Linked DNA regions of Mus musculus: regions 1, 2, 3, 4, 5 and 6 are each linked to region 7. The links are chromatin contacts, called in public Hi-C, HiChIP or PLAC-seq, Micro-C and promoter capture Hi-C maps. All regions are on one chromosome and are shown on one strand. The core of a region is the stretch at or near the end of the contact, and the rest is flanking DNA. Distances in the headings are between cores, read along the strand shown.

Region 1 (3,656 bases), core at 154-2,653, 320 kb after region 7:
AGAATGTGTCTTGAGTTTGTCGAAGGAGCACTGTTTAAGAACTATAGGTTCAGAAGTAGGGGAGCTTTTGGGTTGAGACAAAGTGAGAATTAAGCAAAAACTTGACAGTAGACAACCTGTCAAGTTTTTGAAAGTGAGTCTGAGTGATAGTATGGATGCTGGCGTCTTCAAGTCCTCTTCACTGTGTTCTTCCTCTCTTCAAAATGGTTGGGAGATGTCTTAGAGTAGCCAGGGGCAACTTACAGAAACCCTCAGGACCAGCCTAACTGAACAACTGATCTCTCAAAATGTAAAATGTAGTCAGACCTTTCTGTGCCCACTAACCGCCTGGAGCAGTGCCCCTCAGCCCCATCTCCCTCTTCTAGTGGTCTGTTTTGCAAATAAACGGTGTTTCCCCCTTTGGAGTTTCTTTTTTGCTGCCTTAGGTCAAGGTGGAGCTAAGGAAATCATCCACCCAGTGGGCTTTGCCACGGTGGTCCAGGCATCTCTCCAGTATCTACTGAATAAAAGCAGCGAAGACTGAAAAGCCCTTCCTCACTCTGGTGTTAGGCTGCTGACAGCGGATCACAAGGACAGAGAGGAGTCCTCAGGGAGCTGCAGTCGGCCTGGCTTCCTCCAGGGCATCAGCTATTCTAGCTCTGCCCTGAGACAAGGTCTTCCAGGCAGCATGAGGAGATAGATGTCTCCTAACCCCTCTAGGCCTGTTTTCTCAGGTGCAAAATGGTGGGTCCTCTTCCTATCATTCAAAGGCAGAGCAACCTTCAGAGAGTTTCTGAAAAGGTGCCCAATGCCAAATGATCTATTCGGAATACCTCGTTTCTCAGATCACACATCCTCACTTTGGAGAAATTCCCAACTGATTCTAATCAGCGCTAATGCACCGCGGGCTTGGGTTGAGGCAAGCAAGGGGCCTCAGGTTGTCCTAAGAGGACAACCGTCCCGAGGGCGTCTGGCTCCCACAGAACCTGTCTGTGGAGCAGCGGGAAGGCCCCGGACCCACGGGGGTCGGCTGAGGTGCGTGGCCCCAGACCCGGCCACCAGAGGGAGCTAAGGGAAAGGGACACGGCGCGCCCAGCCAGCCAGCCAGGAGCGGGAGCGCGCCGCCTCAGGGAAGCGCGCCTCCCGCCCGCGTGGCAGCGCCATCCGCGCCGTCAGCCTGGCGCGCTGCCTCTTTGTCTCTCGGCGCCTCCCAGACAAACCGCTCGCTGCTGGCGGGAAGCCGGGCTCGCTCGGGAGCAATGGCAGGAGCGACGCGGCCTGGACGCCCCCTGCCCGGCGTGAGGTGTTTGGTCAAAGGAAGCGAGTGGATGCTCGGAAAGTGCTTTTCGCAGGCGGCCGGCGTCGGCTCCAGCCTCAATTTATAGTCGGGCTCGCTCCCCGCCCCCTCCCGGCAGCCCCTGGGCGGCGCCGGCAGCCGCAGCTCTGCCTGGCCGAGCCTCTGGCCCGGAGCCCGGGCGGCCCGCTGGGGACGGGGAGAAGGGAGGATGCGGAGGGTGGGTGGTGCGGGAGGGAGGTCGCCACTCCCTCCCTAGTGTCTGACTGGGGCGGGGAGACCCCTTCCTCCTCAGGCTCTCCTCGGTGCCCAGCTCCACACAGTCCCTTTATTCCAAGGCCCAGGATTCCCTCCCCTTTATAATAAATTAAGGAATCTTCAGCGCCTGCTAGATCCTAGGACAAGGGGAAGCCAGGTTTCTGACATCATGTCCTTGGTAAGAACCGCTGCCCCCGTGCAGGTGACAAGGACTGGGTCCAGGTCTATCATAGTGCCCTGGTCTCACATCTACAGAGTCCGGATGGCCACAGGGTAGAGCAGGGACATGTGTTCCGCTCCCTTAATGGGCAGCTTGCGGCTGGCATAGTGGTGCACGATTTCAGGGACGCTGCTGAAGGGTGGGCTGTTCTGGCCCAACACATACTTGTGTTCCTTAGTCCGGGACAGCTTCATGTGCATGAAGCCCTGACTGCTCCTAGGAAGAGAAAGAGATCCCGGTGACCAGGGGTTCTCCTCAGTCCCCTACTTCTACCCCGACTCTCCCAGCAAGTGTGATTCCAAAGCCAGCTTCAAGTGGGAGGTGGACAGAGACGGGATGGTGGGGGAGGGGAGGGGAGGGGAGGAGAGGAGAGGGTTGAGTAGGTAGCATGAGGCACTGGCTTTGTGGTGAGGACGCTCATTGTACCAAGAATGTGTGTGTGGTGAGTATACAGGGTGTGTGCTGGTGGAAAGTGGGGTGCCCCGCACCCTCCAATTCTGTGACCCTAGCCCATAGCCTTTGGCTAAGGCCAGTTTAACCCTACCTGGACTTTTGAGACCGATTCATACAGGTCAGGCTAGTCTGTGTCTCCACCTCTTAATTATAGGTGTATGCCAGTGTATGGGGTACTGAGCCCAGAACCCAGGGCTTTGGACAGACTAGCCAGCACCTTAGCAACTGACTACAGCCCGGCCTTATGCTCAGTTTCCCCTTCTTGAGCTATATGGCAGCACCAGTCTGTGGGTCTTACACCAAGTCAGACCCTCTCAGTCCAGCCAGCCAGCCCTTAGGCCTGGAGTGACATCATCTGGAGACTCGGTTAGCATTACCTACCCAGAGTTGGGTAGGACAGACAAAGGAATTATGGTGTGGAGGTGAGATGAGAGGGCATGGGAGCCCCCCAGCCTGGAGTCTGATTGCAACCTCTTTCCATCAGAGAAGAAGCAAGCAGTTCCAGCACAACCGACATCTGCGGCAAAGGCGGCTGACACAGACTTAATACGTCTTTTAAATACAAAGATTTTATGTTGAGCAGGTCTTAAGGCCTGAGTGTGTATGACCTTGTGGAGGGGCTCATTCTTTTTCCTATACTATAGTTTGGTTGAAATTTGTGGGGCGAAACAAGCCCTTTCTACAGCAAAGCTGTCCCGCCTTCCTGTGTTCCCAGGGATTAAACTTTTACCTTAGTGATAGTAGTCCTATCAAGAGCCCACCAGTGATAAGACAGTCAGACCCAACCCAGATCCCGTATATGGCTACAGTAAGAACAAAAGAGAGCAAAGAGGTGAGGCTGCTCCCTCTCCCTTTAGGTACGGTGCTCACATGTGACTCTATCTTATTTTCTTCTGAGCCGTCTTTGTCTCTTAATCCTCATGCTTAACTATATACTAAAATAACTTTAATAAAAAAACCCCAAAGTCGGGCGTGGTGGCGCACTCCTTTAATTCCAGCACTCCAGAGGCAGAAGCAGGCGGATTTCTGAGTTTAAGGCCAGCCTGGTCTACAGAGTGAGTTCCAGCACAGCCAGGGCTATACTGAGAAACCCTGTCTCGAAAAACAAAAACAAAAACAAAAACAAAAACAACAACAACAACAAAAAAAACCAAAAACCAAAACCAAAACAAAACCCTCCAAGTTTGCTTCATAAATTGGCTGGTCCTGAAACTCTTTCAGGCCATCAATCCTGGTTTGGCCTGAGCTGAGATCCCTAAAACCCTGGAGGGAACTCAGGCTGTTGAGGGCAACAGTGAGACACTGGACAGCTTTAACCTGTACCTCAAAACTCTGAGAACACCTTCCACTGCCTCTCCCATCCCCTGAACCCAGGAAGTCAGCATTAGCTAGCCCCTACCCTCCAGTCAGAGACCCAATGTGCAAAGCTCTAGCCTGCTCTCAAATGCTCCC
Region 2 (3,661 bases), core at 177-2,676, 290 kb after region 7:
TTTTTTTCCTAAAGCCTTCCTCTGCCCCCGCCCCCATCTACAGAACCTGCAAAGTAAGGACTGCTCGCTTTCTATAAGGGTAGTTTAGGTGACAGTCTAATATTGTCAAGCACTCTGATAGGTGAGACACGGCTACCGAAATATGATAGTTTATTTCTCTGATTGAAGTAAAGCCCATTAAAGGTTTACAGCCTTGCCTGGCTAAAGGAAGTCTTTTTCAGGACCGCCTAACCTAATCCTCCTTCCTAAGGAAGTTAGAGGTGTGTGTGTGCTGGGGGTGGGGGGAAAGCGGGGGTGTGAATTGGGGGAGAAGAGGTTGGGCGTGTGTGTGGGGGGGGGGCGGGTAGTGATGGGTGGTGGAGGATAGGGAACTGAGCAATCCAATCTACCCAGACTCCAGTTAAGAGAAATAAAGATTCAGTATTGACAAATCTTGTGACTCTCATAACCTTAAGGAGTTCGCCGTGCTTAAATTTTTTTTTTTTTCAAACTTTTCCTTCACAAATCCCCCCTTGATCTGAATTGGTCTGTGTAGACTCAAGAAGTGCGCCCCTGGAGGTCGGTACCGGAACAGCACTTCAAGGTCTGATCTCATACCTCTGAGCCCACCCGATCCATGGTTCCCTACCTTCCTCTCTTTCAGATACTGTGCGCATGGCACCTGGCGCTGCTCGTCTTTGGGCACTCACTCACAACGCTCCTGGTCGTGGGGATAGGGCAGGAACCGGGTCCAGACGTGGACGTCCTGTCGCCAAAACCATGCACTTTGTTCAGGCAGAATCCCTTCCAATTCCCCATTCTTCTAAGTCAATTGCGGACCAGGTTGTGACTCCCATAAACCCAGCCTGGTGTCTTCTCCGCCTTCCATTTCAAGTCATTGTCAACTTTCTCGTACTTGGCACTCCGCCCTCGAACCGAACCAGGGACAGACTGGCGTGCTAGGACAGCGCCCCAGCACTGTGCCCTCTGCACCCAACCCCTAAGATCCCCGATTCCTACCCATGCCAGCACCTCGGGCAGCTGTAACACAAACGAGGCTCACAGGACGGTGAGACCTGGGAGGTTCCACCAGGAAACCTGGTTATCTAGACTTACAGGTTTTGGGGACAGATGGATACCTTGCTTTGGCGACAGGTCTGATCTGTAGGTTAATGTTGGGAGATTTTGTTTTAGAGCCCTGGCCCCCGACTGTGTGGGGAGAATTTGGGAACAGCTCTCCTGCCCCACACCCTGTTTATCTTCCACCCTCTTCCTCAGCCCCCAAGAGTTGGAACTTGGGGAGAGAGACTTGCCCTTCCCGCCTCCCAAACGGCCAACGTGCCTGAACCCTCGGCACCCAGGAGCCCTGCATCCTACAAGGTCTCACCTTTCATGCTCCGGTCCCCTTTCACGCGGGTCCCCGCGCTAGCTTCTATTCCGCCCTACTGTGCCCCGCCCCAGAGCTGGGACGCGCTGTCCGCTCTTCACCCCCAGCCCCGCCCGCCCCGACTCAGAGCTGGAGAAGCTGCCAGAACGGAGGAGCGGGCTACAGCGAACCCGGAGTCATCCAGGAGCCTATCCGCAGTCCCAGGCTGGGGCGACCAGAAGCTAAGGTCAGATCCTTGAACATTTCTCCTGGCCCACGAAAGTGGGTGCTCCGAGAGAGAGGGCTCTAGGGGTGGGGACAGCGGAGGAAAGGGGTACCGGTGGTCCTCCTTTTCTGCGGAACAGGAATTGTAGCCTCGTGTGCCTCCAATCTTTCCCCGAGGCTAAAAGGAACCTTGCTAAGGCCTGAGCTCAGCACACTGACTTTGAAAAACTAGGGTCATCTGGTCCTGATAATGTTGAATGACCTAGTTTGTTTGGGCCTAGAGGGTTTCTTGGCACCATCACATTATGCCAAGGAGAGACTTTGTTGGTTCTTCAGTATACAGTTACTCCCTGGGTCTTCAGGATGGAATCTCTGTGGCTTTAACTCATTTCGCTCTCCTTCCCACCTCGGGGCCAACAGAGTCATGATTCTAAGACTCTGATTTGGAAAAATGGCCATGTGGACAAGAACCAGACAGGCGTGTACTCTCCCAGATCTGCCGCTGCCTGGGGCCTCATTGCCCTGGAGTTGTGCCTTCATTTCCAGATTGTTTGGGAAGTTACCACACCCAAGTGGCTGTGTAAACTGTTAAGGGTTACCTACCCACAGAGACGTTATTAGCATGGCTACTCTCTTTTCTAATTTGTCCCCAACAATTTGGCCTGAAAGCCTACAGGTTGTTAGGGATGGATCTACATTTGGAGTCCAGGCTCCTGAAGACTTGACTGGAAGGGGAAGGAGGTCAAACTGTTTGGATTAGGGGAACTCAACTATGGCCTGCCACTCTACCATACCCAACACACCACCTTCAGATCTCCAGTGCCCGGCTCCTCAATTATTACCAAAGGCCACACTCCAAAGAACCTCTAGATAGATGGAATAATGAGTTGGGGGCTGGGCAGGGTCTGGGATTTTGCACTTGTTTAGTAGGAGATTTGGGGAGTTGTGAGTCACCTGTGGGTTCTCACCTTCAACTAGATAGCACATTTAGAAGCCCAGGCTGAAGATGGGGCTTTATCTGAGCATGTGACTTTCAGCACCCCGCCTCCAATCTTCAGGTTGTCTTTAGGATGTCTTCAGGATGACATTTTGTCAGAGGAGTCCTGGCATGAGTTGCCTGCTGCCTCTGTTTACCTGTGGTCCCACATGGTTTGTTGGCCTCTGGAAGGCAGGGCTGAAGCAGGAACGGCTGGTGTGGTACTCCACTTGAGGTTCCTTGCAGGATCCTGCTTCAGCCTCTGCCCAATTTGCATCACACCTGTCAGTCTTCTTGGCTTGAATTCAACCTCAGCCTCCTGTTAGCCTCTGATCATGCTGTGGAGTGAACAGTTCAGGCACGTTCCCCACCGTGGCTAGGAGAGGATGAAATGGTTGGATCAGATAAATGGTTTACCTCAGATCCCACAGAGGACGAAGAGCAGACCTGAGACCTCAGCTGGGTTCCTCAGCTACTTCTTCCCAAGCTGGACTCCTGCAATGGAGCAGCCTCTGTGGGGAGCTGGGCCGAAGCAAGGGTGTCCAGGTTCTCAGAAACTAAAGTTCACAAGGGCAAGGTTGGCTTTGTTCTCTTCTTCACTGGCTCCAGAGCCGAGGCCAGGTCTGTACACAGCGCGTGTTGGTCAGTCATCTATTGAATGAACTAGAGGCCTTCCGAGAGAGTGAGTCTCTTGCTTTTTGCTCTCCAAGCCCATCTCCCTAGTCTTGATTCTTAGAGGCCCTGCCTTATCATGATTCTCTCGAATATTTGGGGCTCATCCTTCTATCCTCTGTTGTTCTAGGTCTCTGTTTTGAAGTATTTCAATATTTAATCCCACGTTACCATTTCCATCATGGGGTTCCACTTAGCTCTGGCCTGGATTCTCCTGGTTGGGACACTGGCTTCTTTGGGTGAGTATTAGAGTTGCAGAGGAACCAAGGTCTTTTGGTCTTTTCCAAAGACATGCCAATCATTTCTGCACCCTCAAGCAGATATAATACCCTGTATATACCAGGTGCTTGTTTCAAGCTATTGAGCAAATGGGTAGACAATAGAATGAAAATGGTTTTTTCTGGTGTGGGTCCCTTTCTCTCTCCTCTGTCTTCTATCCTGTT
Region 3 (4,015 bases), core at 1,244-3,743, 450 kb before region 7:
GAACTTGGAGCTGTAGCCTTCAGGGTGCTTTCCCGGGTCATAATCCCCAATCTCCGCTTTTCAAAGGCAGGGAAGAGAAAACAACAAGATTAGCCCACAGCTCAAAGGCCAAGGCAGACCCTGAGCTTGACCCTTGGCTGGTAAGCAGGCAGGAGCATGGGGAGGGACGAGTGCCTTCCTTTTCCTGCTGTACACTCTGGGCTGATATTTAAGTCAAAGCAGAGAGACAGTACAACTGACCCTGTTCTCGGAGGCCACAAGTAAATCAGCAATAAAGGAGCGAAAACCTGTAGTGTGCTCCTCGGCCATTCAGGAAGGCTTGGGAGCTATGCTCTGCGTGGCAGCAGCACACAGTGGGCTTGGGCAAGATGACAGGAACCCCTGGGAGCCAGCTTAGATACCCAGATCCCATCCTGAAGAGTTTAGTAGGCACAAGAGAAGTTGCTGACTGAGACTACATCCAAGTTCAGCATTTAACCATCAGTCCACACAGAATAGGTTAAGTACATTTAGGGTTCACCGCGGGCTCATCAGGCAGGCCTGCCGCTATGGAAATGGTTATAATCCAGGGACCAAGTACTGCAGCACTGCATTCTAAGGCTGATTTCCCAGTGCTGTGCTCAGTGCCACACCCAGGAAGTTCATGTCTCCGGCAGTGGGGTCTCTGGGAGCTCATGCAAATACCGTCTCTTGTTCACCCACTCAGAAACCAGCTTTTGCCACATAAGGTGCCCCACCCAAATGTAGCTCAGAAAAGGAAAGAGGAGTCTCCAACAGCTTCCTGGCTGTCCCTCTCCTTCTCTTGGAGAGCCAAGTACACTTTAGCTGAGGCAGGCCGAATACTGGGAGGACGGCAAGGCACAGTCGGGGAACTCTCAGAAGCAACTAATGGGGAACTTGCCAAGAGATTGCTGGCAGGAGGAATGTCAGACCTGTGCTAAGAGGGGCTCCGGCTCTGAGGGGGCTCTGGCTCTGAGGGGCTCTGGTTCTGAGGAGCTCTGGTTCTGAGGGGGCTCTGGCTCTGAGGGGCTCTGAGGGGGCTCCGACTCTGAGGGGCTCCGGCTCTGAGGGGGCTCCGGCTCTGAGGGGGCTCCGGCTCTGAGGGGACTCCGGCTCTGAGGAGGCTCCGGCTCTGAGAGGGCTCTGGCTCTGAGGGGCTCTGGCTCTGAGGAGCTCTGGTTCTGAGGGGGCTCTGGCTCTGAGGGGCTCTGAGGGGGCTCCGACTCTGAGGGGCTCCGGCTCTGAGGGGGCTCCGGCTCTGAGAGGGCTTCGACTCTGAGGGGGCTCTGGCTCTGAGGGGCTCTGGCTCTGAGGGGGCTCTGGCTCTGGGGGGCTCCGATTCTGAAGGGGCTCTGACTCTGAGGGGGCCGTTCCAGGACCAGTCCAGGACATGTCGCAGCTGGACTCAGTGCTTTCCTCTGCAATTATGGTACCTTCCAAGTTATCCAAGGGCTAGGTATGGCAGTGGTAGATGTCTGTAGTCCCGAGTACTGGGAAGTCTGAGGCAGGAGAATCAATCACTTGAGCCCAGAAATTCAAATCTAGCCTGGACAACATTGTGAGGTTATAATTCAAAAGCAAAAAAACAAAACAAAAACCAAGAACCAAAAACACAGCCAAATTCCAAATCCTTTGGATATTTCTCTTATTTAACAAAAGAAATAGCTTTCCTTCAGGGAAGAGTGACCTCGAACCTTGAGGTCATTTACTTTGATTTTATTTGAAAAGCTTCAAGGGGAAAATGTTGATGTTGGCCACCAATACTTTTTTTGAAAAAAAAAAATTCAATATAATTATCAGGGTGGACCCAAGGAAATGACTTTGTTAAAAAAGTTTAACATGGCAACCAGAACAGGCCAGGCTTCCTTTCAAAAAGAAAGGGGGACTCTCTGGGTGCCTCATGATGCACGAGCTCTTTCTGCACTCCCCATTTGACTGGTACAGGAATGGCCCCCCTCAGAGTCAGTGCCCTCGAGGGGTTCACTTTCCCATCTTAGCACAGGTCTGACACTTCTCCTGCCAGCAAGCTCTTTGCAAATTCTCCATTAGTTGCTTCTGAGAGTTCCCTGACTCATAATCAGGGGTTCACGGTTTTTTTTTAATGGAAACTTCATGGTCTTATGTCCAAAACAATCCTGTGGTTAATGACAGTTTTAGGCAGGAGGACTAAGAAAATTCTGAGGTGGCTCTTGAGTGCTCTCAGCGTTTTGTGAGAGAAGGGCCTGGCGGATGCCCCACACTTTCTTGACACATTACCACAGCTGGTCTGGAAACCAGCAGCCAGAGGCTCAGCTCTTTCTTGTCAGCTTTGAGAAATAGCTTCTCACTTGAGAACACTTGAAACATTGAACACTCTCAGCAGAGAGTTCCCATCATGCCTCAGACTTCGGTGAGTTGTGTGTGGGGGGTGAGGGGGTGGGGGTGGGAGCAGGTGATTCCTGATTACTTCCCGGCATCCCAGAAACATTAGCATGCAGGGTACAGCGCAAGCCTGCAAAGGTCCAGATGACTCAGGGGCTAGCCACGAGGCCTTGGCTGCGGCAGGGCACTGGGCTTTTGGCTCTGGATGGCGCAGGCAAAATCCTTTAACTCAAACACTGCTTCAAGTTAGAAGCTGTTTTGATCTAAGAAGTCGTCATCTGTGGTAAATGGAATAATGTAATCAGGACTTAGCATGAAAAGCAAATGTATTCTGTCCAAAGTCATTACCTTGAAGGATATAGGCCGCTAACAAGGCGGCATCCGATGTTTTACAGAGAAGACGGCCGTGGTAGAGATCCCTTTTGATCTGAAGGAAGACTAAGTACCTGCGGAGACAACAGAGAACGAACTAGAAAGGATTGCTTTCGTTGCTTTAAAGACACAAATATGTAGTATAAGCCTATCAAAATCCTTGTCGGGAAATTTTTCCTACATTAAATTTTTTTTCATACCACAAAACAAATACATTTTCCATTTCCTCCCAGGCTCTCGGATACTTTGCTCTGCACTGTTAATTGTTTAAGGTTCAGATCAAAAACTTACTTGTATGGCTCAACATAGACATATCACTTCCTGGAATAAACATTCCCCAAGCCCCCATTCCACACTGCCTCCACAGTGCTGGGATCTGGAGGGAGCCAGCCCCTGGTGGTCTGTTACAACCAGAAAAAAACTGTGCTGTCAGAGATGGGGAAATGGGCCTGTCTCGGCCTCTAGAGTGGAATACTGGGTGAAGGAAGAGATCAGGCGGGGTTTTCGGTAGATGTCCCCCTGCAGATTATTGACAGAGGTCAATCAGATCTCTCCAAATGCAAATAAAAAGTGAGATGTGAGGGGCTGCTGAGATGGCTTGGCGGTTAAGAACATCTACGGCTTATGACACTTGGTTCCCAGCAACCCTGTTGGGTAGCTTTCAACCTGTTGATAACTCCAGTTCCAGAGTATCTGACATCGTGGCGCCCTTATCTAGACACACACACACACACACACACACACACACACACACACACACACACACACACACACACACACTTTAAGATAAAGCAATTAGGGCTGGCGAGATGGCTCAGTGGTTAAGAGCACTGACTGCTCTTCCGAAGGTCCCGAGTTCAAATCCCAGCAACCACATGGTGGCTCACAACCATCTGTAACGAAATCTGATGCCCTCTTCTGGAGTGTGTGAAGACAGCTACTGTGTACTTACATATAATCAATAAATAAATCTTTAAAAAAAAGATAAAGCAATTAATTAAAACTGTGAGGAGTGGTACACATGTAAGGGCATAAAAGCAGGAGCTGTGGCTAACATCTCCTTAAGCACGGAATGTACACGTGAGGTAGAGGCAGGGTATCAGGAAGAGGAGCCTGTCCCTACCCCAGTTCCTCTCTGGAAGGGCAGATGCTGCATGACTCACATCTAATGTCTCATTTACTTCTTTGTTTTGTTTTGTTTTTAAGATTTATTTATTTTATATATCCAAGTATACTGTAGCTGTCTTCAGACACACCAGAAGAAGGTGTCAGATCTCATTAC
Region 4 (3,835 bases), core at 1,183-3,682, 430 kb before region 7:
TGCATTATTTCAAGGCCATAAAGTCGTTGGAAACCACTGGGAACAACACTCAGCTGTTGGGTTCTGAGAGCTTCTCTGGGCAAGGCTCTAAAGTGACCTCTAGGTCAGGGTTTTGATATGTGCACAAGTGATCTGGGGAAAGTGAATTTTCTCCGATCTCATGACACTCAGTGATCCACAGTCCTGCTGCTGGCCCAATGTGTCTGTGTCTACCTTTCTTTGAAAGACAGGAAGTCTGGTACCCAGTGAGCGCCCACACTGGTCACAGTCAGGGCCTTTGTACATGATCTTCAGGAAATAGTTTTTGATTAATTACTAAGTGAACTGGGCCAGGCTAATTGGCAACAGCTGATCTTACTGGATGGGCTGGCGTCTCCTGGGTCTTCAACTCTATTACCTGGTGAAATCAGAGTAGGAAAGGACAGGGAAGAGGCAAGATAGGCTAAGGCTGTTTTGGGAGATGCTATCTCTGTACAAATCTAAGTCTGATTTAACCTGAGAAAATAACACAGTGTCTTAGTAACTGCTCTATTGCTGTGAGGAGACATCATGACCAAGGCAACTCTTGTAAAAGAAAGCATTTATTTGGGGGCTTGCTAACAGTTTTGGAGGATTAGTTCATGATTACCACACTGGGACACAGACAGGCATGGTTTGGAGCAGTAGCTGAGAGCTTTACATTCTGACCTGCAGGCAGCAGGCAGAGAGAGAGAGAGAGAGAGAGAGTGTATGTGTCTGGACCTGGCATGGGTTTTTGAAATCTCAAAGCCCACCTCCAATGACACACCTCCTCCATCAAGGCTACTCCCACTCCAACAAGGCCACACCTTCTAATCCTTCCCAAACAGCCCCATTAACTGGGGATAAAACATTTTAATATACAAGTCTATGGGGGCCATTCTCACTCAAATCACCACACACAGGATTAGTCTCATGGCTATAAAACGTTGTCTAATTTGCTTTTATCCTATGGGATATACTTGGCGGGGCTGAGGGAGAGGGGCTCTGAGTAGGAAAACAGGTCCAGCCCAAACAACACTGAGTTGTGTGCAGTACAAGCAGAGCTCCAGAATATCTGCTTCTGCTACCAACATACAGACACAGGCAAGAACAGTTCTGCACTCAAGAAAGCCTCTAACTGGGCCCTAGCCACTGAGAAGGAATTAAAAGCTCGATATTGGAAAAGACTAATCACTACATTTGCTTAATTATACTAATATAAAAGGGCAAGCCTTTTTCAGAGGAATGGCAAAACCCACTTCTGTGCTCCTAGACTCATGCAGATCGGCACTAGGATGTCTGAAACCCCAGGAAGCAGTCAAATGTCCTTTAATGGGCAAGTTGCACATGTATCTGGGGATTTCTCTATTATCTAACATTTTGTCCAACTTTCTCAAGCATATTCCTGATATCTGACTAAAGTTTACGGGATCTCTAAGTGTCATGCCATCTCAGATCAACAGGTGGTTAATGGTAACCTGGCACTATACACCGGCACTGTTATGTTACAGCTCTGGTTGCTTTGGAAAGAGACTCTGAGATAAGAGTTTAGCAAGGCAGAATTGTTCCTGGGATCAATGGCCATGGAAGAAAAGGAAGGAAGCTGACGGACCAGAGGGAGATGCTAAACATAACCCTTCCATTGACTTGGCTGTACCCTGAAGAACCCTGGACCTGGGATGGCTCTTCAGTTGTTTTGGTTTAAGTCATGATAGCAGGCCTTTTACATATTCTCCCTGGGCAGTATATACCTTAAACTGTCAAGCCATCTCTTCAGCTTTTTTGGGGGGTGGGGGATACTTTTCAAATAAAAAGTTTTAAATTATGGAGAGCAGACATTAGCTGGTAACCAGCTCCAAATACCCCAGCCTAGGGAACCATGGAGGCAGATTAACAGGAGGCTCTGCACAACCTTCCCGCACACCCCAAGAGCTGTTCTTAGCCTTCTTTCACACCTGCATATCCTGCTCAGCATCACCTGTATGGGCCAAAGGTGGCCATCAGCTCAGGACAAGAGAAGCTGCTGCCTTAGCAAAGAGATGTATTGCTGAGCTGCTCCCTGGGGCATGTCCCTCCCCAGAAGTATCTCTCACGTTGTTCTCAGGCATGTGCTTTTTAGTTTGTCAGAGATGCTTAGGAAAACATCCACTGCAAGCCAATAAGATGCCAAGTGGACAGACTGGGCTCGGGGGCAGCCACTGAAGTGCACTGCAGACAACATCAGACTCCAGGAAAGAATTCTTTCTTTCTGCCCAGATTGACTCTAGCGACGAGGGTTGACAGGACAGTTCTCTCAAGTTTCCATTGGATGGAGGGTCAGTCTTATTCTTGGGCAAAGGGAGAATCCCTTTCAAATGGTGGTGTGATAGAAGCTGCCACACCAGAAGTGTGGAGGAGTGATATTAACTGAAAGAATTCACAAAGGAAATGAGTCACTGGCTGAGCTTTGGGGGTGGGGGCACAGGAATCTACTGCCTTAGGAGTGGACAAACAGTACAGCAAGAGCAGGGCATGGGCCAGGGAAGAACTTAAGCTAAATGTTATGGGACAACGGCAGATCAGTTTAGAGGGGCAGACAAGGGCGAGGTGGTGGAGCGCTGGCGATATGGTGGAGGGCGGGCGATGCCTGCATGATCGCTGTATTGTAAGTGATGGTAATGGGTGTGAGGATTTTAAGCAGGTACTCTTAGGGATTTATGTGAATTATTGACCGGAGGATCCTTTCAATGAGGCTATGAATGGTATGGATAAAGAAACATCCAGGCAGCAGAATACACCGTATTTACTGAGGAGGGGAATGACAGAAAATCAGGATTGGCGAACAGTCTCATCTCAGCAAGGAGCCTGGGAGAGCAGGTTGAGAAGCTACGTTAAAGTGAGCATTAGCACAAAGACTTTGATGAATGGGTCATTGAGTAACGACTTAATTAAGGAAATAATTAAGATTTCTTAGATCATTGACTTATTTTTAGAGCACACTGTTTTGGCAAGTCCTATCTTTGAAAAAGGTGTTTGCTAGAATACATTTTCTTCTTGAAGTTACTAATATTGTAGCTAATTATCAAAGCATAGAAATCATATTTTATGTAAATAGAGGCCTAGACATTTCTACAGAGAAGAGTAAGGTCTCACTATAAAGTCTTGGCTGGCCTAGACGTTACTATGTTGACTAGACTGGCCTCAAACTCATGGGGCTCCTCGTGCCACTGCTTCCCGAGGGCTGGGATTAAAGGGATGAGTCACCAATCCAGCTCATATTTTCTTAATGCAGTAAATTAAAGGCTGGGCTTGTAGCTCGGTGGAAGAGTGCTTATCTACCATTTATAAGGCCCTGGGTCTGATCTCCAGTAACACACACACACACACACACACACACACGCACACGCACACGCACATGTAATGAATTGTATCTAACAAATAGAATTCTAAGTTTCCCTTTCCCAGAATGACAAACAGGACTGAAACTGAGCCTGAGTCTGAATGATAATGTTCAACTCTGTGGGCTAGCAATCATTTTCACACTAAAGAAAGCTCTGTGCAGGAAGCAATACCTCTGAGGAGGAGGAGCTGTGCAAAAAGGGTCTCAGCTTTAAGGCTGGCAGTCAGGAACTAGATTAAAAAGGGGACGTGGTGGTGCCCACCTGAAACCTGGCAGTCGGGAGGCTGGGGAAGGAGAAGGAAGGTCAAAACCTGACAGGGCTCTACAGGGAGTGAGCCTCTGTCTCGACATAAAACAACAACCGAATGAAGTTTATTAAAGAGAATTGCCTGTGCTCAAGCATTGTCAAGTTAGCTTTGGAAGCTGCAAATTGCTTTTACTTTTAAGTTGAGTCTC
Region 5 (3,628 bases), core at 1,035-3,534, 480 kb before region 7:
CCGGTGGTCTGAGACACCTCATGTATCCCAGACTGGGATTAACTCACTGACTGAGGATTGCCTTGAACTTCTGATCTTCCCGTCTCCCTGCTGAATGCTGGGACCACGGGTATATGCTACCACACCTGGTTTTGTGTATTGTTTGAAGTCAAATCCAGGGCCTTATACATGTTAGAAAAATACTTTACCCTCTGAGCTACACATCCTCAGCCCTATGTTTTTATAAAATTTTCTCAGAGCAAGCCATGTTCTTCTATGCATGCATTATCAGAGGCGTGCTAGGGTGGCAGAGCATGGTCCACAAAATCAAAATTTTATTAAAAGAGGTTTGTTGACCTCTGGTCTAGATAAGGATGTCATCTTTCTTTAAAATTATGTAAATGCCCTCCCAGCATCTTCAAAACCCCATTTGTTTGTTTTTGGGTGTTGTTGTTGCTTTTAATGGCTGTCATATTCTGAATGTGGACATGGTTCTACCCCAGGCAACAAATAAGGGAAGCTCAAATATTCTACCGCCCAATCTGTTGGGGCTGCTCCGCTCCACTGTTTTCTGGTCCCAGGAGTGTGCCCTTTGACTGTCCTTTACGTGAGTCCTTGGGCCTCAGATGACTTGCGGTCTCCCTGAGATGAAAACATGCTCTTGTGTGTTATTGGTGGTAAGAAGTGTAGAGGCTTAGGGACTGCAGCTCGTGCGTGTGTGTGTGTGTGTGTGTGTGTGTGTGTGTGTGTGTACACGTATGCTGCTGTGAGGGACGACACTAAGTGCTCTTAGACCTTGTTTCCAGGAGCAGGGGTTGACCCTAAGGGTGGCATTCCTATAGTAAGTGCTGGTCTCTGCCATGGTCAAATTCTGTCACCTGTAGGCATTGCTTAGAGGTCCTGCTTAGTGCTTCCTGGTCCCTTCCAAGGCCGCTGCTCCTTCTCGATGCCTTCCTCAGATCTGTCTCTCTCTTGCATCTTTTGATTCATAAAGTGAAAACAAAATAGGAATAGATAGGAAAATAACATTTTGCTGTTAAAATAGAGCTTGAAATAGTCTTTTTTGGGGGGAGGGGCATACTGTAACAAGACAAGCACAGCTCCCTGCGGCTCTGCAGGCTCTCGTGTGACTCAGCACAGGTCTCTGGTAACTGTGCTGTGGGACATCTCTGACCGCACACTCTGGCACCACTTTGACACCCCAGAAGCACTAAAAGTCTTGAGGTTCTTCAGAAAGAAAAGCAAAACATTAAATACAACTCAGGTGTTCACTAGGCTCTAGTCTAAGGGGACAGACTTACCCCACCCCTTCCACTGCTGCTGCTGTAGCTGTGGTCCCTTCAGATGCACTCTCTGCTCAGATTTGAAAAAACAAAAACAAACAAAAGGGAAAGAAAATCCAACTCAGACTATCGTAAGAAGCAACTTTCTATTTAATCATTCTACGCCGTTTACTTTGTGAAACCTTCCTGTCTGGCGAGGAAGCCATTCCTGCCTGCCCACAGCCCCGGCCTGCCCTGCTGGGTCTCCCGGAACCCACTGGCACCAGTGAGAAAATTGCAGGGTACAGAGGACAACAGTCTGAGTCTTCAGCTAGTGTCCCATCTACTGGGTGACACTACTGCAATCATCAGTCTAGTAAAATAAGTGACTTTTATTTGGATACTTTCAAAATAATACACATCTATGAAAAACTAAAAGTTCAAACCCCCAAATTATTCTGCATATTGAAGGATGAGAAACATTTGAGTTGCTGAGCCTTTCTCGGAAGAGCCTCTGAAGAAACTGAATGTTCCCGGTTTACAGAGCATTAGCCTATATCCCTTTCTTCTGCTGGGAAAGAACCCTGCTAGGCTCAGTGGACTTTGAGTCATGAGAGGACTTGGTGTGTGTGCCGATGGTTCCGCGATGGGTCCCATTGCTGGGAATGGGTAGCCGGGTTCCTTGGTCCACCCGGCTAGTTATTGGGAGGAGTCATGCCTTCTCAGGTGTCAATGAGCAGGCTCACCACTGAGCGGATTTTGCAGGCAAACCATCGCCTGAGGGGACAAAAGTATTGATAGTGGAATTGTTCAAACTCGGGGGTCTGGCGGATATCTCGGAAAAAAGCAACGTCAAGGTCAGACTCAGTAAGGATGATCAGGAGGAGGAGCAAAACAAAGAGGAGTCCCATGGTCACAAGGAGCAAACGGAGAACACTTAAAACAAACTTATTCACCTGTTCTTGCTCTGACCCGCCGTGCCCCTGACACAGGGCCCTCAGCTCTCCTCCCAGGGCCTCCGCCTCTGTCGCAGTCGGGGTGCTGGCCTCCGACTCCTTCTCCTCCTCAATGCTGCACGTGGCCCCGTTGATCTGCCGGGAGAGCAGCATCAGCTCCAGGCTGTGCTCGGCTACAGGGGTGGGCAGCACACTGTCTGCGGGGCTGTAGGCCTCATCCGCTATCACAGCGACACGTTCATTGCTGTCTGCCCGGCTGCTTCTCACGTGAGGCAGGAAGGTGTCCCCATGGGAAGAGGACCGCACTGGGGTGGAATGGGCACTGTCTCGTAGCGACTCAAGGCCTGGAAAGGCGAAAAGCACAGGAATTAGCTTTCCGGGTCACAACATTCTTTCCTATCCAGTGGCGTCAGCTCAGGTCCTTAGGTGGCTGCTTATGCTCCACGGTACAGCAGCAGTAGCTGTGGACTCCATATGCAGACATCAAGAACAGGGCAAAAGAAGTACCCAGTGGACATTTTAAAAAAATGTTTAAAGTTTTCATTTGTGTCTTTCAACAACTCCATAAAGTGGAGGGGGTGAATAGTTAGAAGTCATGTGGCTCAAGGCAGAACTGCGGATGGAATCCAAGCCTGTGACTCACAGTGGGGGTCTATGGGATGCAGGGCACATAAGTAAGTCTGCAGCCTGCACCTGCCTTGGGACTCAGGCACCCAAGGAACTTGGGATTAAGAGCCGTTGCCCCAGAACTCTGGATGCTTTGGCTTCTCTGTATTTCCTGATGCGGCCGCTGGCACGCATGACAGAAATACTTTCTGCGTCACTGATGAAACAGAACTCTTTAAGCCCTGTCTGTGGCCTGATCCTGGCACATGACACCCTCTAAAAGGCCTGTCCCCTCACATGGACATCTATGACAGCCAGATCTCCCAAGTATGACCAGCTTTGGTGCCAGCAGCCACTTCAGTACAAAATATCTTGGCTTGTGATTAATCCCTAAGCTGGCTGAGGAAGGAGAGTGAGGCTGACATCAGGACATCGAGTCAGAAGCTATGGCACCTACTAAGCTGTCCGTGAGCTCAGCAGACAGGAGGATGGGCAGACAGGCATTTCTAGTAGAATGCCTGACCACCACAGTTGTTCACCAAGCATGTTAATGTTCTGTCCTCTCAACAGAAGACTGCTTTAAGGTCATTCAATATCAGGCCAGTCCTGAACAAGAAAATGTAGCCAGCACCCCTCCCCATTTCTCCACCCTCTCCCTTTTCCCTCCCTCCCTCCATCTCAAAACCTTTTTATGGATCCATTTTTATCTCTTGTTGTATATGAAATGTATCTCATTCAAAATGTTATGTATCCTTAAATTATCCAGAAATATCACCATAAACCTTTAGTATTGATTATGGAGTAACATCCCACTTTAAACGGTTT
Region 6 (4,112 bases), core at 1,603-4,102, 340 kb after region 7:
TGCCAGTTATATCAGTGGGTTTCAGAGTGGGCTGGCAGCCAGTGAGCCCAGCACAGAAAGGCTCAAGAACCCCCAGGACCTCAGGGCCTTGTCCCGATAACCATTCCCTCTTGCCTCCTCCCTCATCCTATGGCTCCTTGGCATCTCTAGCTCAGCGGGTGGGGGGAGCACTTATACCAGTCCCATCCAACCTCAGGACACTGCCCCCTCGGGTGCTCTGGAACCTCTTTCTGCCAGCCAAGGAGCTCTGCAGAAAAGAGGGGAAGCAGGTACACAGTATAGAAACCACAGCTCTGCGGGAGTGGTGGTCCAGAGGCTGCACTGTACACTCAGTAGGCCCTGCGGGTGTCTGACCACCCGGGTTTGGGGTTAAGAGCTCAGTCAGGTACCTTGTCTGGCTTCGCTTTTCCTCGGGGAATACTCTGGGATCTCTCAAATTCTGTTCCTAGATGGTTGGGAGTTGATTGATTTCTGAATAACGAGGAGCCTAGGTCAGCCCATGGGACAGCTCAGATGCTACATCCTGGATCCTTTTATCACACACACCAAAGAAAGCACAGATTGTGTGGCTCCTGGGAGAGCCTGTCGGATTTCATTCCTGCCTCCATGGCTGGCTGGCAAGAGACTCAGACACTCTTGAGCATCCCCTCCCCCACAGGTCAGAGCGGACCCAACTGAAGCACAGACCAGACAGTCTTGGCAGGAGGGGTCTGAGGGTCTGTGCACAGGGCTACTGCTCCTTCCTTCGAAAAAAAGGAAAGGAAAGCCATGCCTTGGGAAGCCCTGACCCTTAAGCCACCCTGTTAATGGATACGCACCATTTCAGGACACTGGGTCAGACACTTTGGAGACAGAGAACTGACCAAAAAAAAAAAAAAAAAAAAGGATGTTTTCCTGGAGGAGCCCACAGTGTGGTGGGCAGCCTGTTAGGTCATTCTAAGCCACTACAGGAAGGAAAATAGCCAAGGACAGCTTAGACCATGGGCCAACAGCCAGTGGCCAGGGAGGAGGAGACTGGTCCACGGGGAGGACAGGGCCATACCACCGTCTCACCATAACACCAGGGCAATTAGGAAGGAGACTGCAGGCAGCCTGGGAGAAGTGCCCTTGGACCTCCCTCTTCAGCTTAAGCATGATGAGCCGGCATGGTCAGCCATGCTCTATGGCAAGAACCATGGGGGAAATGATTCACACATCTGGGGCTCTTGTTCTGACCCCAACACACCTCTTATCCAGCAAGCCTACCAGGACAGCAATCTTTTGGCGGAAAAAGCCCAATTCTGAAACCTGAGGATTCAGACATTAACTGCTCTCTAATCAGATAAAGATCTCTACTGAGGAGAGATGAGCAAGCCCTGGAGGAATGAGTTCTCAGACATGAGGAAGGCAACAGAGCTGGGGTAGCTCCTACCTCCCATTCAGGGAGACTAAGGATGGCTTTCAGCTGTTTATCATCCAGGACAGGATAAAACTGGAATTAAGAAGGAAGGTAGATGTCCTGAGAGACAAACTATTGGGAGTCTTCCTCCAGGGCCTGCAGATCCAGTCTCTCTCAGAATGGACTGAGAAAGAGGAAAGCCTAGAGAGAGGAGATAATGAATGAACCCCATCACTCGGCCTTAACTGGGCAACAGGTCCTGACCACCGAGTGTCCTCATACTTGGGGGAACACTGGAAGGAGTGCGCCTGTACCCCAGGGGTGAATTTCTTCAGGAAGAGCTGGACATTGCCCATCTTGGCATCCGGAGTACAACAGTCCCCCCCCCCCCCTAATCCCACTGGGAAAGGCAAAGGCCAGCGCTCGCTGTGTTCACGGAAGAATCTTAGTTTTCAGCCCCTTTCTGGGCTTCAGACCTGCAAAGATGCCTGGACTCCAGGACCGGGTGGGAGGTGGGAGGAAGGAGAAGGGGAAGAGGAGGGGGAGAGAAAAGCTTTGTGGAGGGAAGAGTCAAGAGATCAAAGGGCAGAGGAGCTGCTGCTCCGGAGAGGGCACAAAGGCCATAAACCGGCAAAGGGAAGGGAGGGGTGCTTCTCCATGCCCGTTAGAAAAAAGGTTCCAGGATCAGGGTTGGACGGGTTGCAAAGCTGAGGACAGAGCCATTGAGGGAGGTCGTCCCTAGTCCTCGGGCCCTAACAGGAAACAGGGCAGAGTTTGGGGACTCAGATTAGTCGGTGGAGAAGCTAACAAAGGGGTTAAAATTTGAGCCCCCGTGTCAGGGACTAAGCTTATGTCAACTAGAAATACTGACTGCGAAAGGCTGAGTCCCAGCCAAGCCACCTTTGTCCCTCCCTAAATCTCCAGACCTCAGACCACCACCCCTCCTGGACACCCACGCCCGGCGCAGCACTCACCCTGTCGCTGCTGGCAGGGGGTCCGGAGTCCGGAGGGGGTGCTGGGGGGCCGGGGGTCTCGACCCGAATGAGGCGGTGCGGGGGTGAGCCGTGGCGCGGGGGCGGAGTGGGGCCAGGGACCGCAGGGGTGGAAAGGGCGGCGGACGCGGACGGGCCCCCGGAGTAGGGGTCCTCGAAGTCGCGGTCTCGCTGCAGCCGGTAGGCGGCCAGGATGTCCGGGGGCGGCGCAGGGGGCGCGGCCGGGCAGGGAGCTGGGGGGCGGTAGTCGGGCTCTGGGGGGGCGGGTTTGGCGCCCCCTCCACCGCCGCCCCCGCGAAAGCCCAGGTGCTCCCGCAGCCACTTTGCGACTCCACCGCTGCCGCCCCCTCCCGGGCCGGTCCCCGCACCCCCAGCCCCGCGGCGGGATCCCCCAGGGCCGCCCCCCGCGCTGCCCTGCGCCCTCGGCCCCGGGCCGGAGCCCGTAGGAGGAGCTCCGCTCAGTAGCATGGGGCCCTCCCAACTGAGCGAGCAGACCGCGGGCGGCGGGGGCGGGGCGAGAGGGGGCGGAGCTGCGCCGGCGGGAGGGGCGGGGCTCGTCGTCAGTGACACGAGGGGAGGAGCCCGCTGCCTAACGGGGACCCGAGGACTCTGAGAGGAGTAGATGGGATGCGGGAAGCAACTGCGCCGAGGGTGAGTCCTCCACATGTCGTTACCCGTGCTCCTGTGGGGCGCTCTCTAGTCCCATCTGCTCTTTGCACCTCCCAGTTTGTGTCAGACGCGGGAAGATGAGTCCCCAGGCACATCCTGCTCATCCTGATTCCTTTCCCCCAAACCCAAAGACCCAAACATTTTCGAAGACGCTGCTCTTCAGATGCGCCTATTACTGCCCTCACCTTGGGAGTACCGCCTACCTCTTCCTATCCCTTAACTCACACCCAAACCTAGGTTGCCTTTCTATCCAGGCAAACTTCTCACGTGGCATGCAATCAGTTCTCCAGAGACACCCATTGCTCCGATGTTTCCACACCCAACCGCCAGCTTCAAATGCTTACAACCCTCGCACAAACAATCCCCATCCACGCTTACACCGGCCCCCAGCAGGCCCACGCAGCCCTCACAGCTGCCCTGCTTTCTTGTGGAAATCCCTCAAGCTCCACCCTGGGTTTGTCAATCTGTCTGTGACAGAATAGAAACAGACAGATCAATAAATCAAGCGAGAAACAGGTCTAATGTTGTCAATCACCAGCCCCTTACCTTCTCAGGGCTCCGATGATGATGCCTAAGAGCCTGGAATTTTGTCTTAGAAAGGAAGCAGGTTCACCAGAAGTATTGTAGCCCTGAAGGCCAGCATCTCTCCCTCTCCCTCCTCCCCCTTCCTCCCCCTCCCTCCTCCCCTCCCTCTCCCCTCCTTCTCCCCTCACTTCATGGGGTATAATAGAGAAACTAAGAGGTTTACATTCCAGAATATACAGTTTAAAATACTAACTACTGATGCAACGGTGAGCATAGAGATGACAGGTTCCTGAGGATATTGTAGCTAACCCACAGGAGAAGGTCTCCTCACTCACCCAATGGGAGGGGATGGGAAAGGCAATGGACTGCCAACTCCTGGGCCAAGACCACGCCCTTGTCCTATCTTAGAAAGGGTGATAGGGGTTGTTGTCATGCAAATTAAGGGTGATGAGCGATCTGAGCACAGCCCTTGCTCTGTAGTCACCTTGCAGTCAGGCCTCCGCTCAGACTCATGGCAATCCTGTTGCTCAAGCTTTCCCAAGGCAAGT
Region 7 (4,151 bases), core at 596-3,095:
TACTATTTATTCAGACAGGTTGGGACAGATCCTGGATGCATAAGTCTTCCTTCCTAGGGTCTTGTCTTAATTTGGATTCACGACTGGATCAACATGTATTACAATGCTTTACTCAATTTATTGATTTAAACATTAGTCACATCTAACATTCACAGCGATTAGACTGGTATTTGACTAAAAGCTAGGGGACATAGGTACCACAGTCTAGTCAAGCTGATAAATAGAATTAGCCATTCTGTTGCCTTTGACCTTAAAATAGTTTTCAGACTGGTTCCTTCCTCTCCATTGTCACTGGCTTAATTTGGGCTTGAGTTATCCTTGCAGAATTAATTCATTCGAGTTGGAAATCGCATAGCTCAGTGGTAATGCAAGGAAGGCAGAGGCTCTTGGTTTTATCCTATACTTATGTACTAGGTACTTTGTAAAATCATAAATGGATTTTTTTTTTTTTTTTTTTTGGTTTTTTGAGACAGGACTTCTCTGTGTAGCCCTGGCTGTCCTGGCACTCTGTAGACCAGGCTGGCCACCACGTGTGCCACCACGCTGGGCGGATGCTTTCTTTTATAGAGCGTCATCTCTCATTTTAATAATGCTGTCGAACAGCTGAGCGTGGTGGCGCACGCCTTTAATCCCAGCTCTCGGGAGGCAGAGGCAGGCTGATTTCTGAGTTTGAGGCCAGCTTGGTCTACTGAGTGAGTTCCAGGACAGCCAGGGCTACACAGAGAAATCCTGTCTCGAAAACAAACAAACAAACAAACAAACACAAAAAAATTGCGGTAGAACATTTCTTGAAAGACCACCTTATAAAATGTTTACTTGTAGACGAAAAATACACAAGAAACGGAAAGTACTAAGAATGGCTGATGTGTGTCTGTTTTTTTTAAAGACTTAAAACCTAAGCTCATGCCTTTAATCCCAGCACCTGGGAGCCAGCCTGGTTCACAGAGCGAGTTCCAGGACAGCCCAGGCTACAGAGAGAAACTTGTCTTAAAAACAAAGCAAAACAAAACAAAAAACTTTAAAAACAATGAATATATTGGAAAATCAGACAATATCTAAACTAGCTCCTTCCTTCTTAATGTCCTTACTGGGAAGCCCTGTGCCAAGGGGGAGAGAATTTTGCTCCTTTTAGGTTCTTTTTATCAGTTTACCTGTTAGAATGCACTCAGATGAGCACCACAAGCCTTCTCTCTACCAGAAATGCACCGGAGCACAAGTCACTTGGTTTCTCAAACTCCAGCTTCACCAGTGCCTACCGCGGGCAGAAAACTGAAACTTCCGTCGTCGTTAATGCTACCTTTTTAACATCTAACCTCATAATGCTTCTTTTTGTTGCAGCCACTGCACTGTGTCGAAATCTGTTTACATAACTATTTTGCTACTGTGTTGAGGACAAACTAGAATAAGCCTGGGACGGACCACGGAACTCCGAAATGTTTTCGCCAAAACAATCACCGTGCAGGACTTCGGGTGATCACCGGAAGGGAGAACCAGGGAGACTTGGAGTATACTTCCATCTCCGTGCCCGAATGCTAGGAGGCCACGGGATATCTGCCCTGTCCACTTCCTCCTCGCTGCTCGCCTGCTGCCGGCTCACGATCAGCCAGCACTAGAAGACCCACTCGCTAGCCGAGCACCGCCCGACTCACGCGTGCGCACTTCCTTTCTCTTCTCGCGGGGGGTGGGGGATGAGGGGGTGAGGGGTGTGGCTTGGGGGGACCAGGCTGGTCCGCGTCTCCCAGCCCAGCGTCGCCCCACCCCGCCCGCCCCGCCCCTGCCGCGCGCGTCGCCCGTGGGGCGGAGCCTCTGCCGGGCGCCCAGTCAGCCACTGTCCCAGCCTGCCCTGCGCGGGCCAACGAGAGCCAGCCCAGTGACTCACCTCTGCCGCGCTAACTCTTCGCAGCTCTTCCCATCGCACACGCTCACCCCCGGTTCGAGATGGCGGCGGCGGCGGCGGCGGCAGCGGCGGCGGGGGACTCAGACTCTTGGGGTGAGCAGAAGTTCCGGCCCAAATGCGGGCTGTGGCGGCCCCGCTCCCACGCGGGTACTAACGCGACTCGCTCTCTTCCGTAGACGCGGACACGTTCTCTATGGAGGACCCGGTGCGGAAGGTCGCGGGCGGCGGCACGGCCGGCGGGGACCGCTGGGAAGGCGAGGACGAGGACGAGGACGTGAAGGTAGGTTCGGGCCCGGGAGCCAGGCTACGCCCGTGGGCGCCGGCTGCGGGCGGGGAGATCGGGCCCCCGGGGCGCCGCCCGGGCCTGCGGGCCGTGGGTCCCGCGTGAGCTTCGGCCCGGAGGTTCCCTCGGCTGGACGGCCATGTGGGCAGCAAGGCGGCAGCTTGTCCGGCCGGACTCTGCGGAGGGTGGTGACCGCCTGGGCCCCAGCCCTTCACCGAGGGTCGGCTCTCTGGCCTGGAACCTAACTGGAGACGAGAAGTGACAGCAGCAGTCCGGTCGGCCCACGTGCTATCTTCGCAGTCCAGAACCTCTCACCGAAACTAGGCGAACAGATCGGGAACTCGGTTTCAGTGTTTGTCCCATATGGAAAGTCGTGGATCCGCTTTTCCTAGTTCGGCTCTCCCATGTGTCAGTAACTTAGGTATGATTGTGAAGGCCGGTAGCTCGTTTGAGCGATTAGATGGAGAAAATACATTGAATTTTCTAAACTAGAATTGGAGTAGTAAAACAACTTTTAGCTCTCCCTTCCCCCACCCTGTGGTAAGAAGGATGAACTGAGAGCACTGAGATAACCATCGGGTTAGTGGACAGAACTGTGAACTCTGAAAAACAGAGCTAACAGTTATTCATCTACACAGGGACAGACAGGCTTAGAAAAAAACCCCAAAGAGTTGGTGGTTGTGGTAGACCAGGGGCCAGTGGTTTGTTTGTTTTTTTTTTTTTTTGTATTGTAAATTCGAGTCCTATTCACCTTTATTGTTCTTAAAAACTCTCACGGGCTCATCTTACAGCTTTAGATATACTGTTTGGATTTTTCATTTTTACTCTGAACTTTGCTGAAGTGTATGTCTACTTTACCAGACAGCCTGAATTTGAGGAATGAAGTGATCTTTGTGTACATTGAAGTTAATAATGAAGTTAATAATAGTGCTGTTGACTGGCTACTTACGTGCTTTCTTTATCTATTGTATGTATACACTTGGGCATGGTTTGTTACCGACCTTATATTATCCTATCACGGCAGATTTTCAGTTTTGACTTTTCACTTTTCCTAGGAAGTAGAAGTTAGGACATCTTATAAAGTTAAAGAAGTTAAAGTTGGGCTGGAGAGATGGCTCAGCGATTAAGAGCACTGACTGCTCTTCTGAAGGTCCTGAGTTCAAATCCCAGTAACCACTAGCCACCCATCTGTAATGAAATCTGATGCCCTCCTACAGTGTACTTATATGTAATAATAAATAAGTCTTGGGAAAAAAAAAAAGTCAAGAGATGGGAGTAAGTTTAAAACAAAACAGGGGACAGTGGGGGGAAAGTAAAGGAGGCGGGAATAAATGCCAAAAGGTTGTTTAAAGCTTTCAGTAATGATGCCATGTAGTATCTACCTGGGGTTATGGAATGTAAATGGTGTCATTCCTGATGTTTATAATTCGTATCACTTAACAGTGGTTGTGGACCTTCCTGGTGCTGTGAACTTTTAGCTTGTATTTAACATGTTGTGGTGACCTCTCCCAAGCATAAAGTTATTTTTTGCTACTTTATAACTAATTTTGCTGCTATTATGAATTGTAAATATCTGATGCAGGATATCTGAGCTCTGAAAGGGTTGTTGGAGACCCACAGTGAGAACCACTGTAAGTTGATAAGTGTAAGAGCTAACTTTGGGGAGACTTAGAGGTGAGTTACTTGTAAAATCCACGTATCCACTCACTCTTTCAGTGCAGACTTACTTTCGTATACATAACCAGTCTTTTTTTTTGGTATTTTTCAAGACAGGGTTTTTCTGTGTAGCCCTGGCTGTCCTGGAACTCACTCTGTAGACCAGGCTGGCCTCAAACTCAGAAATCCGCCTGCCTCTGCCTCCCGAGTGCTGGGATTAAGGGAGTGCACCGGCTGACATAACCAGTCTCATACATAATGTTTGAAGTTGATGTTGCAGATTGGAAGCTGATTTTGTCCATCCTGTTGTAGTGT

Evidence for each region. Promoter capture Hi-C pulls out the DNA fragments that hold promoters and counts their contacts. A called contact is a pair of places that touch in the nucleus more often than the background predicts. HiChIP or PLAC-seq counts read pairs in DNA pulled down with a chosen protein or histone mark.
Region 1: a Micro-C map of embryonic stem cells shows a contact between it and region 7, with 4 times the contacts expected there. The contact joins the enhancer-like site here to the promoter of Eif3j1 in region 7. A contact is called at or near these places in 1 of 484 Hi-C or Micro-C datasets (embryonic stem cells), 2 of 115 datasets of contacts at active chromatin or transcription factors (fetal liver and trophoblast stem cells) and 2 of 9 other capture datasets (liver and pancreatic islet).
Region 2: a promoter capture Hi-C map of embryonic stem cells shows a contact between it and region 7, with 4 times the contacts expected there. The contact joins the promoter of Duoxa1 here to the promoter of Eif3j1 in region 7. A contact is called at or near these places in 8 of 39 promoter capture datasets (the 3T3-L1 cell line, 3T3-L1-derived adipocytes, cranial neural crest and 4 more), 1 of 484 Hi-C or Micro-C datasets (embryonic stem cells), 4 of 115 datasets of contacts at active chromatin or transcription factors (embryonic stem cells and pancreatic cancer cells) and 2 of 9 other capture datasets (adipose tissue and liver).
Region 3: a contact with region 7 is called in an H3K27ac HiChIP or PLAC-seq map of the NIH/3T3 cell line, with 3 times the contacts expected there. The contact joins the enhancer-like site here to the promoter of Eif3j1 in region 7. A contact is called at or near these places in 9 of 39 promoter capture datasets (the 3T3-L1 cell line, 3T3-L1-derived adipocytes, embryonic stem cells and 4 more), 3 of 15 datasets of contacts at CTCF or cohesin (the NIH/3T3 cell line, embryonic stem cells and pro-B cells), 8 of 484 Hi-C or Micro-C datasets (CD4 T cells, the G1E-ER4 cell line, embryonic stem cells and 1 more), 19 of 115 datasets of contacts at active chromatin or transcription factors (the 230-238 cell line, the NIH/3T3 cell line, T-cell acute lymphoblastic leukemia and 9 more) and 2 of 9 other capture datasets (embryonic stem cells and pancreatic islet).
Region 4: a contact with region 7 is called in a Hi-C map of embryonic fibroblasts, with 2.0 times the contacts expected there. The contact joins the enhancer-like site here to the promoter of Eif3j1 in region 7. A contact is called at or near these places in 1 of 484 Hi-C or Micro-C datasets (embryonic fibroblasts) and 2 of 115 datasets of contacts at active chromatin or transcription factors (embryonic midbrain and embryonic stem cells).
Region 5: a contact with region 7 is called in an H3K4me3 HiChIP or PLAC-seq map of embryonic stem cells, with 7 times the contacts expected there. The contact joins the enhancer-like site here to the promoter of Eif3j1 in region 7. A contact is called at or near these places in 4 of 39 promoter capture datasets (the C10 cell line, the HPC-7 cell line, frontonasal cranial neural crest and 1 more), 12 of 115 datasets of contacts at active chromatin or transcription factors (the NIH/3T3 cell line, bone marrow-derived macrophages, craniofacial prominence and 5 more) and 1 of 9 other capture datasets (embryonic stem cells).
Region 6: a promoter capture Hi-C map of fetal liver shows a contact between it and region 7, with 3 times the contacts expected there. The contact joins the promoter of Shf here to the promoter of Eif3j1 in region 7. A contact is called at or near these places in 14 of 39 promoter capture datasets (the 3T3-L1 cell line, 3T3-L1-derived adipocytes, the C10 cell line and 10 more), 12 of 484 Hi-C or Micro-C datasets (B cells, CD4 T cells, CD8 T cells and 8 more), 13 of 115 datasets of contacts at active chromatin or transcription factors (the SCID.adh cell line, effector CD8 T cells, embryonic midbrain and 7 more) and 3 of 9 other capture datasets (adipose tissue, liver and pancreatic islet).

Annotation. Positions count from the first base shown.
Region 1 is chr2:122,347,573-122,351,228 of GRCm38.p6, forward strand. Duox1 (dual oxidase 1) reads left to right here. Exons shown (of 33, transcript NM_001099297.1): 33 at 1-400. Shf (Src homology 2 domain containing F) reads right to left here. Exons shown (of 7, transcript NM_001374011.1): 7 at 1,320-1,967. The coding sequence ends at 1,781. Among named protein-coding and RNA genes, the nearest start is that of Shf, 20 kb to the right of the region's middle. Within about 2 kb of position 1,404, at least 251 of the 459 cell types and tissues checked have an H3K27ac peak or open chromatin away from gene starts, as enhancers often do. A contact at or near this core is called in embryonic stem cells, fetal liver, liver and 2 more, where this site is marked.
Region 2 is chr2:122,312,304-122,315,964 of GRCm38.p6, forward strand. It overlaps Duoxa1 (dual oxidase maturation factor 1), which reads right to left and starts at 1,427. Exons shown (of 10, transcript NM_001305262.1): 1 at 1,367-1,427; 2 at 1,096-1,141; 3 at 629-745. It overlaps Duox1 (dual oxidase 1), which reads left to right and starts at 3,369. Exons shown (of 33, transcript NM_001099297.1): 1 at 3,369-3,457. The coding sequence starts at 3,400.
Region 3 is chr2:121,573,613-121,577,627 of GRCm38.p6, forward strand. It overlaps Frmd5 (FERM domain containing 5), which reads right to left. Exons shown (of 14, transcript NM_001360084.1): 5 at 2,710-2,807; 6 at 1-56. Among named protein-coding and RNA genes, the nearest start is that of Wdr76, 69 kb to the left of the region's middle. Within about 2 kb of position 2,494, at least 28 of the 459 cell types and tissues checked have an H3K27ac peak or open chromatin away from gene starts, as enhancers often do. A contact at or near this core is called in the NIH/3T3 cell line, muscle stem cells and stem cell-derived neural progenitor cells, where this site is marked.
Region 4 is chr2:121,598,504-121,602,338 of GRCm38.p6, forward strand. The region is part of intron 1 of Frmd5 (FERM domain containing 5); the gene reads right to left. Among named protein-coding and RNA genes, the nearest start is that of Wdr76, 94 kb to the left of the region's middle. Within about 2 kb of position 2,433, at least 38 of the 459 cell types and tissues checked have an H3K27ac peak or open chromatin away from gene starts, as enhancers often do. A contact at or near this core is called in embryonic fibroblasts, where this site is marked.
Region 5 is chr2:121,546,692-121,550,319 of GRCm38.p6, forward strand. It overlaps Frmd5 (FERM domain containing 5), which reads right to left. Exons shown (of 14, transcript NM_001360084.1): 14 at 1-2,541. The coding sequence ends at 1,964. Among named protein-coding and RNA genes, the nearest start is that of Wdr76, 42 kb to the left of the region's middle. Within about 2 kb of position 2,285, at least 13 of the 459 cell types and tissues checked have an H3K27ac peak or open chromatin away from gene starts, as enhancers often do. A contact at or near this core is called in embryonic stem cells, where this site is marked.
Region 6 is chr2:122,366,295-122,370,406 of GRCm38.p6, forward strand. It overlaps Shf (Src homology 2 domain containing F), which reads right to left and starts at 2,853. Exons shown (of 7, transcript NM_001374011.1): 1 at 2,353-2,853. The coding sequence starts at 2,838.
Region 7 is chr2:122,026,735-122,030,885 of GRCm38.p6, forward strand. It overlaps Eif3j1 (eukaryotic translation initiation factor 3, subunit J1), which reads left to right and starts at 1,846. Exons shown (of 8, transcript NM_144545.4): 1 at 1,846-1,990; 2 at 2,074-2,177. The coding sequence starts at 1,939.